2 separate regions of the Mus musculus genome follow, and region 1 is linked to region 2. The links are chromatin contacts, called in public promoter capture Hi-C maps. All regions are on one chromosome and are shown on one strand. Each heading gives the region's core, a stretch centred on a gene start, on an enhancer-like site or on the middle of the called end of the contact. The rest is flanking DNA. Distances are from core to core; before and after follow the strand shown. Region 1 overlaps Pinx1 (PIN2/TERF1 interacting, telomerase inhibitor 1). Region 2 holds the start of Pinx1 (PIN2/TERF1 interacting, telomerase inhibitor 1).

Evidence for each region. Promoter capture Hi-C pulls out the DNA fragments that hold promoters and counts their contacts.
Region 1: a contact with region 2 is called in a promoter capture Hi-C map of macrophages, with 6 read pairs. The contact joins the enhancer-like site here to the promoter of Pinx1 in region 2. A contact is called at or near these places in 2 of 39 promoter capture datasets (hippocampal neurons and macrophages), 2 of 15 datasets of contacts at CTCF or cohesin (CD8 T cells and embryonic stem cells), 10 of 484 Hi-C or Micro-C datasets (cortical neurons, embryonic fibroblasts, embryonic stem cells and 5 more), 6 of 115 datasets of contacts at active chromatin or transcription factors (CD8 T cells, embryonic fibroblasts, embryonic stem cells and 2 more) and 3 of 9 other capture datasets (adipose tissue, liver and pancreatic islet).

The regions. Positions count from the first base shown.
Region 1 is chr14:63,897,761-63,903,551 of GRCm38.p6, reverse strand. The region is part of intron 6 of Pinx1 (PIN2/TERF1 interacting, telomerase inhibitor 1); the gene reads right to left. Among named protein-coding and RNA genes, the nearest start is that of Pinx1, 40 kb to the right of the region's middle. Within about 2 kb of position 3,836, at least 37 of the 459 cell types and tissues checked have an H3K27ac peak or open chromatin away from gene starts, as enhancers often do. A contact at or near this core is called in adipose tissue and macrophages, where this site is marked.
Region 2 is chr14:63,856,239-63,861,927 of GRCm38.p6, reverse strand. It overlaps Pinx1 (PIN2/TERF1 interacting, telomerase inhibitor 1), which reads right to left and starts at 1,616. Exons shown (of 7, transcript NM_028228.3): 1 at 1,481-1,616. The coding sequence starts at 1,499.

The sequences.
Region 1 (5,791 bases), core at 2,587-5,086, 39 kb before region 2:
ACATTACTCATTGTTTAAAAGATTGCAAGGAAGTACCCTAAGGCGTTCAGGAACAGAGTTTTTATGTTAAACTTTTTAACAATTTAGGAATAAGACTCATACAAGGGTCTAAAGTACACACTCTATTTATAAGTTTCAGCAATGCATGGGACATAAAAGAAAACTAACTCATGCTTCCCAGCGTCACTCAGCCACTTCCTGTCACTTTCCTGTGGAAAGCTTGCTGACATTAGTACCCAGACTGATGGTGAGTGGCTGTTCAGCTTTCCTGCTGATAGGCAGCAATCCCATGGCATCTAATGCATTGAACTCAGTGTGACTGAAGCTCATGTAGTTGTTAGAAAGCCACGGGGGCAGCGGGGGGAGCTCAAGTCCATAATCCTTGCCCTGGCTTGGAGGGCTATGGCAGGAGAACCTCCAGACTATAGACTAAGATCCTGTCAAGAATACCCAGACAGTGGTTTGGAGTTCAGGTTCATATACTGCTTCAAAGCCCGGCGTGTGAAACCCACGCTCAACTTCATGATGCTGTCAGAAGGTCTGGACAACTCAGGGCAGGTGACCACAGCTGGACGCCACTGCTGCTACTTTGTACAGGAAAAATGTTCTGCTGGGGCAAAGATGAACCTGTCAAAAAGTGGCAGCTCAAAGCAGTCCAAGCCACCTTAGCCCTGCTATTGCTCCAAGAGACTGACTCAGGGTGAACTCCCCAGACATTCGGTCTGCCCAGAAAGGAAGAAGCAGAAGCGTCACGGACGGAAGACCCACCAGCCCTTTGGCTCCTAATAAAACAGGACTTAAATCTTTCAGAGGAAGCAAGTTATGTGCTTCCTCCAACCTAAAACTTAACATTTGGGACAAGAGGTTTTAGGTTAAAGACCAAGTTTTTTTCATTGTTATAAATTGGTTCCAACGAAGCTGTGCAAGATCACAGCTTAAAGCCTGGAAACCAAGAAGCACAGAGTCACACTCAAGGAGGTCTCATTAGTTTAAGCTAAATTTAACCTGCTCCTAAACTATTCTGTGGAGGGAAATTATCAAGCAAGTTTCGCATTGAAATTCCTTACTTTAGAATCCAAACCTATTTAAGATGTTTAGACTCCACCTAACAGTATCCAGGTGATAAATCAGCTAATGACTTAATTATAGTTTGAATCATGAAGAACTCCTAAGGCAGAGGGAAACATTTATTTACATCACTTAAAAGAAAGCTTTTAAGGTAGCTGTGAGCAACTTAATGGCACTTGCTTATGTACAAACATTTGCTGTACTAATTACAACCTGGTCTTAGAATAGCAATCCCACTGGGACAGTTTAAACAATAAGCTGGGGTTGAAGCTGTTTTTTCCTCTAGAGCAAAGGTTCTTAAACCCCAAACTCAGGTTAAAAGAAAAGCTTGAATACAAAGGCTTTCCACGACAGTGACCAACACTGTTGAATGACCATCTGGAGTACCTGTTGTATGTGCAGCCCAGCATGGGCAGGGTGTGTGTGTGTGTGTGTGTGTGTGTGTGTGTAGTGTGTGTGTCCAGCTGTCTCTGAAGCAATGAACTGAGAATGGTTTTCTCTTCTTCAGTATTTAGGTTTGTCACCAAGAAAATCAAACCAAACTCATTATGTCAGGATTGGCTACCACAAGTTCAAGGCTGTATATACCATTATTACATTAATGGATTCTCTGTGACTAGTAAGATGAAGTAGTAACTTTTATTCTGAAGATGTCTACCTCATATATATGTGGTCTGGCTCACGGTCTGTCTGTCTGTCTGTCTCTCTCCCTCATATATATTTTCATTGATCCAAAAAGCCTTGTAATCCTGTAGAATTATCTGTAAACATATGTTTGCACCCCTGTCAATGACTAATGATTCCCTAATCATTAAAGGTAACCTAGGAAGCTGAGTTTTGATGATCTTTCTGAAGTGACTATCACTTGCTGAGGTAGGGTGAGTAGTTTATTAGTGTGTGCTAGGGAAAGAGAACCTTACAGCTTGGGTAGACTTCTTGGGGCAATTTGACCTGACAGCTGAATGTCACAACCCTATCTGCAATGTGGGACCACACTCCTCTCACATGGCTGGTTTTTGACTTCTGCTTCTATCACACACCAAACCACTCAGCCTTCTTGGTTAACACAGCTCCTGTGTGGTAAAGGTTGGCAACAGTCTAGGCCAGAGGGGCCAGGGAAGTGTGAGCAGGGTGGTCCCCCAAGTCCCTCGGCTTGCCTGCTGCCTGGGGTCACCAGCCTGCTTCACTGGCCGTTTACTCACCAGGTTTCACACTGTCCAGCTGCCAGAGCTGTTTGCGATCAGACCCCTGGTAGAGGGCAGCTGCTATTCCTGGGGACAGATTCCAGATGAAGTGAATAACTGCTGCAGGGCCACACGGGACAGGTACATTTAGCTATCTGGGGTGTTCTGAAGAGCTTTGTGTGGAACCAGCTAAGGACTTGTCTCCACAGCAGTCTCTTCTCCTCCCCGCCCAATTATGCCTCCACTCTTCATCTCCATTATGCTTTTTTTTTAAACCACCTGTACTCATTCTGAGGCCAACCAAGAGCCATCTGCAACTGTCCATCTCAATTCCTTACTAATGACACCCTCACTGACTCAGTGTCCAGATTCTACCCCTGGTAGCTCAGCACCAGGACCCAGTAAGTCCTTTCTACTGCCTGATCATTTTTAAGACTATGGTAAAGAGTTATCTCTCATGGCAACAGTTATTTTATAAGTGTTTGTGGTGATATGTGGTGAAACAACACATATGTATATTGGTGACAACACATATTTTAACTCAACACTTACCAATCATTACCTAAATGCTTTTAGTTAAAAAAGAAAAAAGAATCTAAAATATTTATTACTATTTGTGTGTGTGTATGGGTGTGTGTGTGTATGGGTGTGCGTGTGGAGGTCGGAAAAAGGGAACTAGTTTTCTTCTTCTATCATGTGGGTCCTATCAGGTCATAAGGCTTGGCAGCAAGTGCCTTTACCCACAGAGCCATCTCACTGGCCCTGTTTATATTATCTGACACTATTACTTCAGAAGAAATCCTATCAGTTATTTACTATCACCAGCTCTGATTACTTTTTCAGTTAATAGATGGCAAAGGGCCACATGAAGGAAATTAACGATAAATGTATATGGTAGGGTTGTTAACTTGTGTCATGGAGTTCAGCACAGGATTTCTTCAAACAGTGATGGTATTAAAGAGCACTATGAAGATGGACGCAACAAAATCCAGAATGTGGGGAATTCCTGAAGACAAAGAACCTAACAACCTTCCACAATCAACTCCAAAGAGAAGAGAAGAGTATGAAACCACCCTCGTTAACCACCTTACTCCAGCTGAACTACAGGCAGATTGTGCCCACCTGTCTTTACATGGCTTCTGTGAATGAAAACGTCAGTCTTTGTGCTTGCCTGTGCAAGGGCTTTGACCACTGAGCCATCTCCGCCCCACCCCTTCTTGCCCCCAAGTGTCTGTATCTTAATAGACATCAACAAGGAAAGGATGAGGAAGATTATGAGACTAGCAGGCAGGAGACCGGCTAAGCTGGGGAATGTGCACATTGAGACTTACACTTTACAGAGGGCAGATGTAGCCGTACCAGCACAGGGGAAGACAGCACCATGGTGCCCACAGGAAAGTTGTCCCTGGCTATTGGAGCTGCCACAGTGTAGTGGACCCACAACCCACCCTCTGAGGAGTACAGACTAGTACATACACAGAAGAAAGAAGGCCTCTGGAGCCACCGGCACAAGTGGCCCCATCTGTGCGCTGACTCAGACAGGAACAGCAAGGCCGGTGGAGGACGACATTTCCGTTATGAGATCATGCGCTGGCCACTGTAGCTTCAACTGAAGCCAGCCCAGGGGTTTTCCCTGAAAGAGTCACAATTCCTCTCCCCAGCAAAACAGGAACTGATCCTAACAGGAATATTATGTAATGCCAGGGAACCAGGAGAGTGGGAAAAGCAGGGTTGGGGGAGAAGCACCACAGGATGAAGGCAGAGATGGGGTAGAAAAGCAGAGCCACTCTGAGCAGCTTTTGGACATGGGACAGGCCCAGTAGCCACTCAGCCCCTTCCAGCTCCCTGGAGTTACTTTCCAGGGGTAACCAGGTATCCTTCAGGCAGGCATCACCTCCCCATCTGAGAGAGGAACTGCAAGGACCTGAATACAGAGAAGAAAGCTGACACTGGGGTAGGTATGCTCTCCTGCTACACCATGTGAGCCTTTCCATCCAGATCCATTGAGGGGTAAATACAGTAAACACTTAGGGTGAACAGGACATTTTGCTCCATGTACATGCTGAAACGATGGCACTACCCAGCTAGGTAGTAGCCTCACACAGCAGTGGTCTTTGTGTGTGGTAATGACAGGCACCAGGATGGACAGAGGCTTCTAGAACCTCCTCATCTCCTAACTTTGCCTAAGCTACCCAACCTGCAGTGGGCAAGGGAGGAACATGCCTGGGGCAGAGTCAAAAGAGCATGGAGCCCAGACTTCAAGGGCCCAGAGACAGATGTTCAACAGTTTGTCAGTACTGACTCTACTTTTGGACAGACAGGTATCCGTTATTACTACTTACACATGCCTGGTTTTGCACCAACCTTCTTACCATTGTTTTTGGCTATGGGCATCATGAAAAAAGTTTTTTCTTCTTTCTCATGAACTCGTACAGCTTGTGACTTTTCTAGAGTGGACATTTACTGTTTTAATAATACCAGAATACTTGATATTAAAACACATAGAGAAAGCCCAGCAAGTAATTAGAAACCTGACAACCTGAGCTCATCTCTAGTAGGAAAGAACTCCTGCAGGTTGTCATCTGACTTCCATGCTTGTGGCATGGTGCTTGAGCACTGTCATACATATGCACACACTCCCACACATGAAAGAAAGAAAAACACTGTAAGTAGGGCTGGAGAATTGGCTCAGAAGTTATGAGTGCTGGCTGTTTTTCCAGAGCACCTGAAGTTCCCAGCACCCAGTTGGGTGGTTTAGAACTGCCAGTAACTCCAATCTGACACCCTCTTCAGGACTCCATGGATAACTGCATGCATGTGGCATTCATACACAAACACACATGCCTGCACACATACACAGAGTGAGACAAAGAGAGCAACACATAAAACCCTACAAGCCTAAGAGCCAGCCCTCACTCCAATGGCATCTGCCGTTAGGTGTAGGAGTCTGGGCTGGTTAAAGGTGGCCACTCCTTTGCCCCTCACACAGATACTGCTGGTATTACACTTTCAGAAGGTTCCTACACCTCTTTCATGGTTTTCCCCATTCAACCCATGTCTTCAGGGGGCAACAGAGGTTAAGTGATGTCTTTCAGCATGGCTCAGGACAGAAAAACATTCTCAAGTAAGACAAGGTACCCCAAATGCTCTGCAGTATGTTAGCTAGCTGAGGTTTCCCCCTCCCAGAGAAGCCCATACCTGTTATGCAATCAAAGCTACCAGCTGCTATCACTCATATCTCCCCAGGGTCCCCCAATTACTTCATATGTCTTCAGTTTCTCTAAAGCACCATCCTCCTCTTAGAGTCTAAACTCACCTTGCAACACCCACCCCTATAGACAAAATCAATTGTAACAACCTTTCTCGCCAGGTCCTAAATCCTATAGTGGATTCTAGTCCTTCTCACAGTGTATGCAAAGTGTATACATACAGCCTTCTGGATGGTATCCAGCAGGTTCTGGAGGTAGTTACAGATGACCAGGCAGGGATACCAGGTGCTCCCAGCTCTAGCCAGACATTATGCAGCCTGAGATTGATAT
Region 2 (5,689 bases), core at 367-2,866:
TACTCAAAAGAGCTCACTGTGTTGCACGTAAAATCAGTAGGGATCCTTATCTATAAACACCCCAGCAAAACCAAGAAACACTATAAGCATGCAGGCCGGGGGTGGGGGAGGGCACCACAAAGCAAACTGAGTTGTGGATTCAAATTTGCAGTGCTATACCTGGGGAGGGAAAGCTGATCCAAAAACTTGTTCCATAGATACCAGCTCAACAACCTGGTATATAATATACTCAGCACAACACTGTCTTGCTCATGAGCACAGCAAAGACAGCCATATTAACCAGTGCTCTGCATGTGTGTGTCAGACCCATGTGTGGAGAATGCCTGCCAAGGGTTGCTGACCAAGGTTTGTAAGGAGCCCGCCTCTCCCCTAAGAAAGGCATCCCTGTCACATACTGACCCAAGATGCACTGCCCTGCTGCATAAAGAACTGGCTGTCAGGTCACTTGTTCATCCTGTATACCACTGACATTCCAAACTAGATTCATCCAGTTACCTCACTAAAATCTTTAAAGCCTGGGTGAGGCAGAGACTAGTTCATTTTCATGGAAGTAGAGACCAGGTGAACTGCCAGGAAGAGGGATCTACCTAGAAAGAGCAGTTTCCAGTCTATAACCTATTGAGCTGCCTTCAGGAAAAGCAGTGTGCTCCACTAAAACATGCTTTGTTCTAAAACGCCACAGTGACTTTTTTTGTTTGTTTGTTTTGTTTTTTCGAGACAGGGTTTCTCTGTGTAGCCCTGGCTATCCTGGAACTCACTCTGTAGACCAGACTGGCCTCGAACTCAGAAATTCGCCTGCCTCTGCCTCCCGAGGGCTGGGGTTAAAGGAGTTCGCCACCACTGCCCGATAGACACGATGGCATCTTTTAAAAAAGAAAATAATATGTTTATGTTCTTTGATAGCTACACAACTTCCAGGAAAAGTTAAAAGCCAGTTCTTTGTGAGCATCACACGACTGCCAACTGGTGGCAAGAATCCATAGCTACACGTAGTCTCATTCAGGAACAAAGTAGCTTCTGGGGAGGGAATTAGTGGACTTCAGAGGCTAACCACAGCTACTATCTCTCAGTCTCGATTAAAACCATTCATCAGCCTGCACTCCGGTCAAGAACTTATCACTGCCTGACACTTGTAATCCTTCTGCTTTTTTCCTCTGGGTCCAATACATTTTGGACAGTTGGAATTCAGGGCCTGAAGCGATGCTATGGGACCTATCTTTGTGAAACCCCAGGACACTTGGTTCGAGCCTGGAAAAGTGAAAGAATCTCCAGGAACAACAGTCTGAGACTCGGTGTCCTGAATGTCGGAATGCACGCGTGCGCGCACGACCCGAGCCTTTAGTACCAGGAACTGAGTCTGCGGGACGTTGCTGTTCTCTGTCCCTCGCGGGCCCGGCAGTCACTGCTGTCCCCACTCGGGCCTGAACACCCGCGCCCCCGTCATCCCATCACCCGGTCGTCCAGCTCGGCAGACACTCACGCTCTGCTAGCATCGACATTGTCTCAAGTTTGTCGAACGCTGCCTCTGGCCTGACGCCCAGCGGTTATGAGGAACCTGAAGCGCGGTTAAGGAAGAAGCCGGCTCGGAAAGCACGCCGGGTGGAGAGCTTCGCTGGGGCGCGTACTACTGACGTCACCACGCGCGACTCGCTACCAACTGCATGAAGCGGAGGGGCGGACCCGCCTTGGGGGACTGAGGCACAGATTCTTTCTAGGGCTGGGGCAGAGCTGGTTCGTGCGCAGTTCGCAGTTTAACTCTGAAAGCGGGTGTGCAAGCAACCTTAGAGTTGTCCGGGGTTCTGTGAACCATGGGTACATTTAAAGAGCTGGAGAGACGGCCGAAGAGGAAGGTATTGGCACTGGAAGGGACCTATGCTCTTCACACTCTACCTCTGCCCATTGTGGGATGCTGAGAGAGGAGGGAGGGAGGGAGAGAAGGCAGAAACAGCCACCTAGCTGGCAAAGTCAAATGAAACACCGTGGTTTTGTGCTTAACGGCCGGCCGAGAAATGTTAACTCTTTCGTGGTCTTCGCTGTGACAGACTTAAATCCCAGAGGCCTTTCCCAGTTCCATCGCTCTCCCTGGCATTTTTGCTCAATGCGTCCTGTCACATTCTGTTCCCTCTTTTTGCTGTCCTGTCTCCTCCAAAGGTGTGACCTCAGCTATCTCCCACGCTGTTTATTTGCCCTTTTTTCCTCTAGCCTCTCCCTTCAACGTCCCTTTCTTTGTCAAGGCTTCGACTTCCAAATAGACCTTAGCTTTTCTCAAATCTTCTTTGTTTAGCCATGCCTTCAGCACCGGCCAGTGCCCTTACCTTCCAAAGGCTCTTCTTCCCTCGTTTTGTCTTTCCTTAGGAAGGTCACATCCATTTTTCATCAGACCTAACAAGATACCATGTAGACCCCCGATGCACTCAGGGCAACTCTTCTATGATGCAGTGTGCTGGTGAAATAGGGCTGTGCTGGAGGACCTGAGAATCAGGCATGACTGTCACGTTTACCTACCTGTAAGATGAGGACATTGATAGCCCCCAGCCAAGAATGATTGTGTACTTGACCACCAATTATTAACAAGAAAGAAGAGGCAGTAAATGTGACCGTGTGGCAATGGGGCTGGGTCTGACCAAATCACCTACTTAGGATATCTGGGCTTTGCCCCAAATCCTTTCCCTTTCCCTGGGCCAGGGTTCCTGTTCTAGATAACCAAGCCCAAGCCCAGGTAAACGGTGAGCTTTAAAGAAGGAGGGCACACAGGAGCATTTCCTCACATTCAGTGAGGACACCAGCTTTGATGTATGACCCCTCACTCCTCTCTAAAAGATCTTTACAGGACAAGGCAGATTCACCAAAGAGTAGAATTCCTGGTGAGTGTCCCTGGATCACAGCATCAGCTACCTTTGAAAGTCTTTGTCCTTTGTTTGTTTGAAAACATCTTTGGGGAGCATCGTAAACTTCTATTGTCCATTAACCCCAGTTTAAGAAGAATTGGAGGAGCAAGTGTGGAGAGGACAGAAAGGAAAGTATGCAATCCACGCAGCCCTGGAGTCTGAAGCAAGTTTATTAGGGCACTGTATGGAACCTGTTTCTATCCTGGCTTTGCCTAGAGCAGAAACTAGTCTTGGTGATTAAAAAAAAAAAAAGTAAGCTAGTAAATTATTTAATCATTGTAGAAATAAAAGGCAACCGGAAAAGTTCCTGAGACTGTCAGTGTGAAGTTTAGCATGCATTATGTAAAAAATATTCTGTAGCTGTGAGAGTGAAACTCCTGCTCTCTGCTAAATCCTCAGTGATTCTCCGGGAAGAGAGCAGGTTGACATGATTCATTTGTGCCTTCTACCGTCATTCCTCTTTCATTATTAATATTGGCTAATGGGGCTCGGAATTCAGCCATGTGTAGCCTGAACCTGACTGAGCAAGGGGTCGCCGTATCCTTTCCTAGAGCTAGCCATGGTGTGCTGTTCCCAGGAAGAAAGACTGTGCTGAGTGGAATTCCCGAGTGGAATTCCCGATTCAAGGTGACTTTTTTGAAACATCAGAGGTAAAAAGTAAAAGTTGTCACAGCTCAAAACAGAAAAAGAAAGATGGGCAAAGGGAGAGGGAGGTTAGAAACGGGAATGGCTCAATCGATGCTTGTCTTGTCGTCAGAAAATATGCTCATGCTTGCTTCTTTACTACACAGAATGGCCAGGGGCTGATAAGAGGTCAGTAACCTCCTAGGGATGGGGTGCATGGCAGCAGTTGGCCCTGGTAGCTTCGGGGATTGTTAGCAATAGTCCCTCCCACAACTGGCAGGGACATGGAAGCTCAGAGAGAAGAGCAGACCCACTATAAGGAGACTAACTCATGGGCTGAAACCTTCACCCCCAAGGAGATGGGATGAGGAAGTGGTGCCTTTAAGGGTGTGTGTGCATGATCATGACCAAGGAGCCTCAGGATGGGATTGGTGCTTTTCAGAGAGAGAGAGAGAGAGAGAGAGAGAGAGAGAGAGAGAGAGAGAGAATGAGAAGCCAGATGTCCTCTTCTCTCATATGCTCTAAGAATGCAGCAGCATGACAGCCTCTGGTAACCAGGAATCAGCCCTCATAGAAACCAAATCTGGCAGCCATTCGACCTTGGACTCAGCCTCCAGGACCTTGAAGGATAATTTTCTGTTATTTATAAGCCACTTTAAGTATTTCGTTACAACAGCTCAAATGGACTAAGACAGGCAAATTACACATTGGCACAGAGCAACAATCTTCAGTTCCAGACCCGTCTTTCCAAAGCACAATAACTGAGGACAATATCTCCTGTCATTTCCTTGGATGCAGATATTTAGGAGGGTGAATGCACTCACACTTGGAGGAGGAATCTTAGTTAACAAACACCAGTACAAGCCTCACACATCTTTTTTCAGAACCCAGCCTCTCTTTAAACAGCTGAAAATACTGTGAGTCAAAAATTGCCACCAGCGCAGAAGAATTTTAGAAAAGTGTTTCAGAGGAAATCCCTGTGATTTTTCCGGTGCATACATCTTCAGATTTGCCCTTCATAGGACTAATATGTATTTTATATTATTGACAACTGATTCATTTCTAAATTATTGACTTGAAACATAAAACAATTTAGTCGTCAGCCCCCCACCCCACCCCGGGCTAGGATCACATATTTTTTAAGAGAGAAGATGGGTGAGAGATTCAAAAGCAAAGGCAGGCTGCTGCTTTTAGTGTTTCTCCTGGGAAAGATGGATAGGGTATGTGGGAAGGGGAACATAGAAAGACATGAGGATAGGACTGGAGCTGGCTCAGTAGTTAAGAACAATCCTTGCTCCTGCAGAAGACCCGGTTTCAATTCCCTGCACTCACGTAAGGCAGCTCACAATTGCCTGCAACTCAGCTCCAGAGAATCCAGCACCCTCTCCTGACTTATGCACTCCATTTCACATCTCAGTCCAAATAACTAAAAGTAATCAAAAATGAAGCTTTTTAAAAAGGTTATATGTGTAGAAAGTTGTGGGTACCTAGGAAAATAGGACATCAAGGGATATGGACCAATTGTTGAGACTTGTGTACCGCTCTGAGTCGTGGACAGCTGAGTCTGATCAAAGTACTCTTTCTGCACCTTTCTCCCTATCCCTTGCTCCCTCTCCCTCTTCTCCTAGGAAAGGAAGACACCCTGACTTTGATGTGAATTTCTCTCAAATCATGTGCTTTCACCTTTCCCCCAGACTGCACGGCTTGAAATGAACCATGTTCAGATATGCAAGGGAAAGTAGAGGATTACGTCCATAATTCCTGTTACTGCTGTCTGTTTGCTGCAGATGTTTAAAAGCAGTTGCAGTCCCATAGACACATCTCTCCTCCCCCCTGCCCTGCTTCCTTGCTAGCTCCACCCACCTTCAGTCCACCTTCCAGCAAAAGACATAAAAATGGAGTATGATTATATCCCATTTTGTGTTTTGCCCTACATCACAATAGAATGCTAGATTAGGGGTTAGGGGATAGCTCAGAGGGTAAAGTATTTGCTTTGCAAGTATGAGGATCTGAGCTCAAACATCCAGAACCCACATAAAAAGGTGGGTTATAGTTGTACATGCTTGTGATCCCATCCACAGCAAGTTAGAAAGTGGAGACAGCCAAATCCCTAGAGTTTACTAGCCACTAGCTTAACATACTTCCTGAGGGTCTAGGTCAGTGACAGACCCTCCCTC